Regions from separate parts of the Mus musculus genome. Here all the other regions are linked to region 2. A link is a contact called in public Hi-C and targeted proximity ligation data. All regions are on one chromosome and are shown on one strand. The core of a region is the stretch at or near the end of the contact, and the rest is flanking DNA. Distances in the headings are between cores, read along the strand shown. Region 1 overlaps Trpm3 (transient receptor potential cation channel, subfamily M, member 3). Region 2 has its middle 94 kb from the start of Trpm3. Region 3 overlaps Trpm3 (transient receptor potential cation channel, subfamily M, member 3).

Region 1 (2,700 bases), core at 13-2,512, 550 kb after region 2:
CAAGGAGGCTCATCCTTGGGAGCCTTGTGCACTGGGACCGTTTTAGAATTGAGAGAAGATGAAGCAGTCACTGTTCTTTGATAATGGAGGAGAGAGTTCTGCCATGAGAAAGGTCTTCACAATGAGCGTCCCGACACTGAGATTCACATACAGTGTTTACACATGAAAGCAATGCAGTGCTGATCTTCCTGGGGCTTCTGTGCAAGAAGAACAACTACTCTTGATGAATACTGAGCTCTCTGGGGGTTGGGGGATTCTGCTGTATATTAGCTAATGCCAGCAGAATGTTGTACAGTAGATAAAATGACTCTCTGCATGTGCCTTCAAGGTCAATTTAGAAAGCGTTTCTTTATGGAGCTCATCAGCTAACATATCAACTCTACTTGATACATTCACAAATAAATGCCAGTACATGTGTATGAAGTGATTTTTTACAAAGCCAAGTGCTGTTTAATAACTAAACGGAAATCTTATGTTTTTCTACCTTGGATAAACTCCCTTTACTCAGTTTTCCCCAGGAAAGTAAGAATTAGTAGGTTAAGATTTATCATAGATGGGCCAAAAAATATATATCTTTTTATCATGTGTTTAAATTTCCAAATATCCACATCCCTATACCGTAAATACAACCCCTGTGCATGTGCATGTGTGTGCACAAACACACACACATAGGCCACATCCCAGCTTTCTGATTCTAAGCAAACACCCTAATCTTAATCCTTTAAATGTGATTATTATTATTATCATTATTATTACTTTAGGTAATTCTGGGAATTCTACTTCCTCCTTCAATTCTCAGCTTGGAGTTCAAGAACAAAGATGACATGCCCTATATGACTCAGGCCCAGGAGATTCATCTCCAAGAGAAGGAGCCGGAGGAGCCAGAGAAGCCCACAAAGGAAAAAGATGAAGAGGACATGGAGCTAACAGTAAGGAAACATTTATGCAGTTTTCCTCCCTGGGGAGGAAACTTTTGATATTGCTGGGGTTTAGTAATGCTTGAGAGCAGATAAGGGTTCTCCAGCCCCCTGCCAGGTCTAACCTTATAAGTGTTGAGACTACAATATCATGAGTCGCCTTTTGTGCACAAACAGCACTTCTCTAGGATCCAACTGTATGGAAAGTCTTTCTGCCAATGGTGCCGGAAAAAAAAAAAAAAAAAAAAAAAAACCAGAGCAATGAGATGCAAAGCCAGACAGCCTCAATTCTCCGGGCGAGCATCCGTTTGTAAACATGATGCCATGACTAGCAGTCTTAACACACAAGAATGAGAGGGAAGCCAGGCGCTGTGAGCAGCCAGCTTGGCTGAGCTGGCAACATTCTGCTGGTCAGAAGCGAAGCCCATATCTGTCTTCAGGGTCGAAGTCACAAAACCAGCGCTAATTGAATTTTGAGGTTTGTACGGAAAGCTTTTATTAGCTTCCCAGTACAATTATAGAACACGGATGCTTTGTTCTGCAGAGAGAACAAGACAGCTATGCATGAAACCACTTTCCACAGCCCCCACCAGAGTGACATGACTGGCACTGGCTTGTGCCCAAAGGCTAAAAATAGCCTGCGCTATTAAAGGGACACACAGGGCTTCGTAGCTTGGGAGAGCTGCATCAAACAGCAACTGTATAAGGACAGGTCTGAGGCACCTCAACCTCCCTCACTGCCCCTGGCTACAGGAGTAATGACCCAGAAGGAGCTGTAAGAGGGGAAGATGAAAATTGGTTTGGTTCAGGTGACAAAAAGACTTTGCATGAGTCTTCTCCCTGGAACAGCCATGAGACATGTTCCTCTTCCATATGCACAGCATTTCTTTCCAGAAAACTCCTTCCTAGGGATTTGGTAAGAGATGTGATCCTTCATTTACTGGATGAAAAGCCAATTTTTGTTTCAGCTCCCAGATCTCTGTAAAAATCTATGTAGTCATATGTAACAAAAAACAAAAACAAACAAACAAACAAACAAACAAACAAAAACATGCCCTGGCCTGCCCTGCAAATAATGGCAGCAGAGACTGCCTTCCCTGAAAATCATGTCATAATATTGATCTCTGAACTCCTCAGATGAGAAATGGTATTTTAATCATGGGTAGTATAGATACTGAATTCTTGCTGGCTGTTTCAGCAAATAGGTAAAGAGTCAGAATCCTGCCCCTTCACCTACTTGCTGTGTGACCTTGAACACAATTTCATCTCTTCAAGAGTGGGAGTATAGGTTTGTCTGCCTCCTGGGTGGTTATATGGCTTAAAGAGTAAACTACCTGGGCCATGATCATGATGTAAAATGGATGGATGGATGGATGGGTGGGTGGGTGGATGGATGGATGGATGGATGGATAGACGGATGGATGAATGGATACAGAGAGACAAACAGACATAGGTGGATACATAGATAGATAGATAGATAGATAGATAGATAGATAGATAGATAGATAGATAGATAGATAGATAGATAGAAAGAAAGGAAGAAAGAAAGAAAGAAAGAAAGAGAAAGATAATGGGTGAATGGGTGGATGAGTGGATAGCTAGACAGACAGACAGACAGACAGATGATAGAGAAACCACTTAGGCACATGGATGCAAACTTAGACTGACAACTAAACATTAATAAATGTTTGCTTATGGTGTTGAAACAGTGCTGTACACTCTATCCACCCCCTACTACTCATGGGAACACATCATGCCTGTCAAGTAAACATTTTTCTACCTC
Region 2 (2,700 bases), core at 69-2,568:
CAAGCACTAGCTTAGACTGTACCATGACAAACCACAGGGACGGTACAAAGAAGAAGTGGGCAGAGGGGGGAGGTCCTGATAGAATGATGGACAGGAAGGTCTTTGATGCGAGGTGATTTTTAAGAGAGTCAGAGTCATCTTGCAGTAGTACCTCAAACTATCTACAAAGAAAAGGGCCAGGGCCAGGGTCTTGCATGATGACCAGACTGTGACATTAAGGACAAAGATGTAGGCTGGAGTGGAGTGGGGATCAGGCAGCGTGGAATTACATTGGGCTTCACACAAGGGGCAAGATCACATACAGAAAAACATAGTTTGTGCTGAAACCTTATGCTTGCTATCATCTATCTATCTATCTATCTATCTATCTATCTATCTATCTATCTATCTATCTATCTATAGCTATATATAGATAGCTTTGAGGCAGTTGCTTATTTACTATTAGGGTTTGTTTGTTTTATTTTAGTTAGTTTGATTTTTTTGGGTGGGGGCAAGGTCTCATGTAGCTCAGGCTGGCTTCAAAATCCTTTTGTAGCCAAGGCTAGCCTTGGACCAGTCTTTCTGCCTCCACTTCCCAAGTGCCAGGATTACAACTATGCACTATTATGGCCAATTAGATGAGTATTTATGGAAAAATGTGGGGTATCTAAATAGGAGCCTGAATATTTGGTTTTACAGATCTCAGGATGGAAGACGCGTACTGTGAGGGAAAGTAGACTGCTATGCCTTGAAGTGTGCGTCCTTAAAACTCACACATTGAACACATTGCTTTTAGCATCCTGGAATGTGTCTATATAGGAGATGAAGTCTTACAAGAACAAAGCTAAAATGACATTAAGAGAAGCCCTAGTGTGTCAGGTTTTCTCATCGGGAGGAGGTTAAGACTCGGACAGGAATACAAGAACGACCTGGTGAAGGCAGGAAGAAAAGAAACACAGCAAGCAAAAGAGAGGCTGCAGAAGAAACTAACATTGCCAGCGCTTCATCTTGAATTTGTAGAGTTCAGAACCATGAAATCCTCGTGGGGTGGGGGTAAGGTCCGGGTCCTGTTGTCTAAGCGCTAAGCCTCCCCTGCCCCATTTTAGTGCTTTGTTCTAGCAGTCAGGGAAGAATATATGTGGGTATTTAGAATCTTCCAGTGTAGTATGCAGCACTAGCCTGACAGCTTTAGCAGTGGTTTGTGCATCTTGTTGCACCCCCACCCCACCACCCGCCGCTCTTATATGGCTCCCTCACACGCTGAATTGTATTCCTCTCTGTAACTGATTGGAAATGAGGTGACTGCCAAGGCTGAGTCACGTAAAACACTGTGGCATTGCCTTGTTTTGTCATGGCTCACTGCCTCTGAAGAAAGCCAGCTGCCCCACTGTAAGGACATTGTAGCCTCATATAGAGGTTCGAATGTTATAAAGAACGCAGACCGTGTCAGGTGGGCACGCTCATGAGCAACCTCTAAGTGCCCCAGCTCCGCAGGACCCTGGATCCATCCTCAGTACACACCTTGAGTGACACCCCGCCCAGTCATGCTGCCTAGTCTTCCTGACCTGTAGTAGGGATTGTGCGATAATAAGTATATATTGTAGCCGTAAACCACTCAGTCTGAGCTGGGGGCAGTTGGTGCCGTAGCAACCGATTAGTAATATAAAAAATTAAAGAGAAAAGGACAGCGGCAATGCAGCTACCTTCTTTCTGGTGAATCTAAAAGTGGGTCAGCGGGATTTCATTCAGCCCGAATTAAAGAAAAAGACGTTCGCTCCGCTGCAGAGAAATCTGCAGCCTGGGGTGATATTTTTAAAGGCCCAGCTAAATTTTTGTCTTTTAGAGTTTTTGAAACTTTGGCATTTTTCCCAAACTCTGTAAGAATTTCTGATGGTAACAACAACACCTACGATTCATTTAACAAAGATTTAAAGCACATTTTTTTCACATCGACTTCTGTGTTCAATTTAATTTGGAAGACTGCAGTTCTCTAGAGTTCCCTGGAATTTGTATAACTTTCTAAATTGATCAAAGCTCTTCCCTGTGGAAGGATGGATGCAAGTTTTTTTTTTTTTGATGTAGATGACACCTTTGAAAATTAAAACCTGAGTCCTTCCCACCCTAGTATGCCTTTTAATTTTGCATCAACTACCTATACCAAGAACTGAGTGGCTGACAGTATCTACATATATTTAAAACCACTGTTTCCTAGAAAATGAATATTTGATATTGAAACTTTAATTGTCAAATTGTATCCAGAGAGAAAAAGTGTGCTTTGGGCTATAAGTGAAGTTCATTTACAAAATGAACAGTGAAATTCAGTCTTTGGCAAAACATGGCCATTCTCCTGAATCTTAGTGGAAGGTCAGGAGGGACGGGGAAAGCTAGCCAACTGTCAGCAAGTTGCAGTCAGGGTAACAGACCCTGGTCTTCTGCTGCACAGAGGGTGACTGTAGGTGGAAATGGATAGATTAGACATTTCAAAAATCTGAAGAGGTTTTGTAGGTTTTACCATAAAAATCACAAATATTTAAAGCAATATTTAAAGTTTAACCTGATTTAGATATTGTGACATGTGTTCACACATCAAAATAATACACAATAATACCCCACCCATATATAGACCTTCATGGTTTATATGTCAGTTGAAACTAAAGTTTCTAAAGGGTATAAGATTTATTCTACTTCCTCTTATCTTACCCTATGCTATTTAGAACAGAA
Region 3 (2,700 bases), core at 91-2,590, 530 kb after region 2:
GTATCAATGGGGGAAAAAACCTGTTGGCATGTGAACTCACATATATGATTCCATTTTGGTCGCAGGGCATCTCTATTAAATAAGATAGGATAATTTTTATTGTTTTCATTTTCTAGCTGGCAGAACAGTGGCTTAGAGAGGTCCTATCTCACCCAACCACAAGATGGACAGCAGAGGATGCAAGATATTCCCACTACCTTCTAGGCTGTACCTGTTCTCAGCCACACAGGCAGCTGCTGAGGGGCCGCATGTGTGGACAACATGCCTATCACAGCAGAACCTTCTGTAGAGACAGAAATGTTATGTGTGCTTCTAGTCACACGTGGCTACTGGGTATTGAAATGCAATCGATGTCGGGCATGGCGACACTCACCTGCTATTCCAACATCGAGGAAGCCAAGCCAGGAATGAGTGCCCCATCCTGTCTTTAAAATAAACAGTAGATAGATGGATGGATGGATGGATAGATAGATAGATAGATAGATAGATAGATAGATAGATAGAAGATAGATCTACAGTGCACAGGAAAACAGACCGTGGCAAAGAAGGATCCCCCTGCGCGCGCGCACAGACACACACACAAAATGTCATTAGTGGAATGGAGTCACACGGCTTGGTTGTGGAGAAGAGGAATCGATGAAGAAGTGACTGGAAGGGTCTTCGTGGCATAACTAACTACTGTGTTTCTCTTGTCTTTTTTTGTTTGTTTGTTTGTTTTTGTTTTGTTTTGTTTTGTTTTGTTTTGTTTTGTTTTGTTTTGTTTTGTTTTTCCGTCCCACTTTATACAGGTGCCAATGCATCCGCCCCAGACCAACTGAGCTTAGCTTTAGCCTGGAACAGAGTTGACATCGCTCGCAGCCAGATCTTTATTTACGGGCAGCAGTGGCCGGTAGAGTATACGTCGTAGTCGTTACCCTTGAAAAGCCACCATGCGCTTGACAAGGGTTTTTAACGGAACCTTTGAAAGTGGATCAGAAATTTGGGCGGGGTTGGGGCGGGGATGGAGGAATCTTCTTTTGCATAGCATAGCTGGGCAGCAGTCTCGTGTTTGGGAACATGCTGTCACCTAGTGGACGATATTGCTAAGCGCACCACTAAAGGTTCCCTGGCTCTTAGCAATTTTTGGACGCATAGCCTATCTTATTATTCAATCTTTAAAGATACAGTTATAAAAAAGTTAAAATTTAGAGGAGTGGAGGGAGGAAGGGAGGGAGGGGAGAGAGAGAGAGAGAGAGAGAGAGAGAGAGAGAGAGAGAGAGAGAGAGAGAGAGAGAGAGAGAGAGAGAGAGAGGATTCGCATGTTTCTGGTTGTCTTTTAGGCGAGCAGAAGGAGGAAGCTGCTGCCACCAAATGGCGGCACGTTCCTGCTGGTTTGCTAATGGGCCAGGCCTCTGTGTACAGGTACCATCTGGTCCTGGTGGTTGAGCGCAGGTCGACCTATCCCAGCACAAGTGAACCAAAGCTTTATATAACTGCCCGTGGCTTTTTTTTTTTCCCCCGTCATTTGGCTGTCAAAAATCATAACTTGGGAAATGGGCCATTGGGTGATGTGCGCACGCATCCACGGGTGGCAGCCCAGCATCAGCTTGGAAGTAAGACTCTCTGAACCTTCCATCCCCAGGAGCTCTGGCCACCACTGAGTACCTGTCCTTATAGAGTTCAAGGATTTCTAATCGGGGAGCGTATTTGTCAAGGAATCTGGACGTTGAAAAAAATGAGAGAACGTGAGAAGAATACAAATCACAGCCAGTCCAGTGCTCCAACCCAGAAAATACATTGTTCTTAAGTTATGTGACGCCAGTTTGCCTCCGGAGTGTCCGTTACTACACACCTGCACACCTGTCCAGGCCTGTTTGGCCCTCAGCTATGTTTTCCTGGGTTCCTATCCTCAAGTCAGCCGGGGCTCTCATTCAGAGCCTAGGAAAGAAGGAAAGGAAGGCAGGAAAGTGTCTAGTGCCACCTGTACAGGCACAGCAGAAAACTAGCCAGAGAATCCATCAGGAGGAAGACCTTGGATCCTGAGGCTCCAGAACAAGAAAGAGATTTAGGAGAGAAAGTAGCTTCTAGACCTGGAGTCCTTGACTTCTGTTTCCCAAGACCTGTGCCTCCAGGACCAGGGGTGCCACCTGGCATCGGAGCACTGGCTCTGTCTGGTTTATCTAGAGACTTGCAGATATCAAGCCTTCTGGGTGAGCCCGGAGGAACTGCGCTTCTCTGACGTGGGCAGGCTAAGTGAATATCTTGAATTGCAGGTAGGGTCCCTGGAGCAAGCCATGCTGGATGCCCTAGTCCTGGACAGAGTGGATTTTGTGAAATTACTCATAGAAAATGGAGTAAGCATGCACCGTTTTCTCACCATCTCCAGACTAGAGGAACTGTACAATACGGTAGGGCCAAGCTAAGATGCCTTTTCATTTCTCTTTCTCTTCTGTTTGTTTCCCTCATCCTGCCTGCCCATACCCCCATGCCTGTGATTCTCTTCCTGTCTCTCCTGTGATGCATGCGTCATTCCTCACTTGCATTCCCTTACACCTGGATAGACGACAGACACCGAGTCACCAAGAACTCACTTGTTCTAACTGCTCAGTTGTCAGCATCTTAGGCAAAAGGTGTCGTGATCACCATAGGGCGTTGTTCTCAGATTCTAACTCAAAACCACAAGCAGGTCTCTGTCAATTGGAACACACGCACTCTGTAAGC

Evidence for each region. A called contact is a pair of places that touch in the nucleus more often than the background predicts.
Region 1: a contact with region 2 is called in a targeted proximity ligation map of forebrain, with 7 times the contacts expected there. A contact is called at or near these places in 3 of 484 Hi-C or Micro-C datasets (the G1E-ER4 cell line, embryonic stem cells and hippocampal excitatory neurons) and 8 of 130 datasets of targeted methods (VIP interneurons, embryonic basal ganglia, embryonic hindbrain and 5 more).
Region 3: a Hi-C map of cerebral cortex shows a contact between it and region 2, with 4 times the contacts expected there. A contact is called at or near these places in 45 of 484 Hi-C or Micro-C datasets (the C2C12 cell line, the G1E-ER4 cell line, LSK cells and 26 more) and 10 of 130 datasets of targeted methods (embryonic basal ganglia, embryonic forebrain, embryonic hindbrain and 6 more).

Annotation. Positions count from the first base shown.
Region 1 is chr19:22,903,874-22,906,573 of GRCm38.p6, forward strand. Trpm3 (transient receptor potential cation channel, subfamily M, member 3) reads left to right here. Exons shown (of 26, transcript NM_001362491.1): 18 at 762-929. Among named protein-coding and RNA genes, the nearest start is that of Gm52388, 22 kb to the right of the region's middle.
Region 2 is chr19:22,352,898-22,355,597 of GRCm38.p6, forward strand. It overlaps a transcript of Trpm3 not described here. Among named protein-coding and RNA genes, the nearest start is that of Trpm3, 94 kb to the right of the region's middle.
Region 3 is chr19:22,883,096-22,885,795 of GRCm38.p6, forward strand. It overlaps Trpm3 (transient receptor potential cation channel, subfamily M, member 3), which reads left to right. Exons shown (of 26, transcript NM_001362491.1): 10 at 789-889; 11 at 2,253-2,387. Among named protein-coding and RNA genes, the nearest start is that of Gm52388, 42 kb to the right of the region's middle.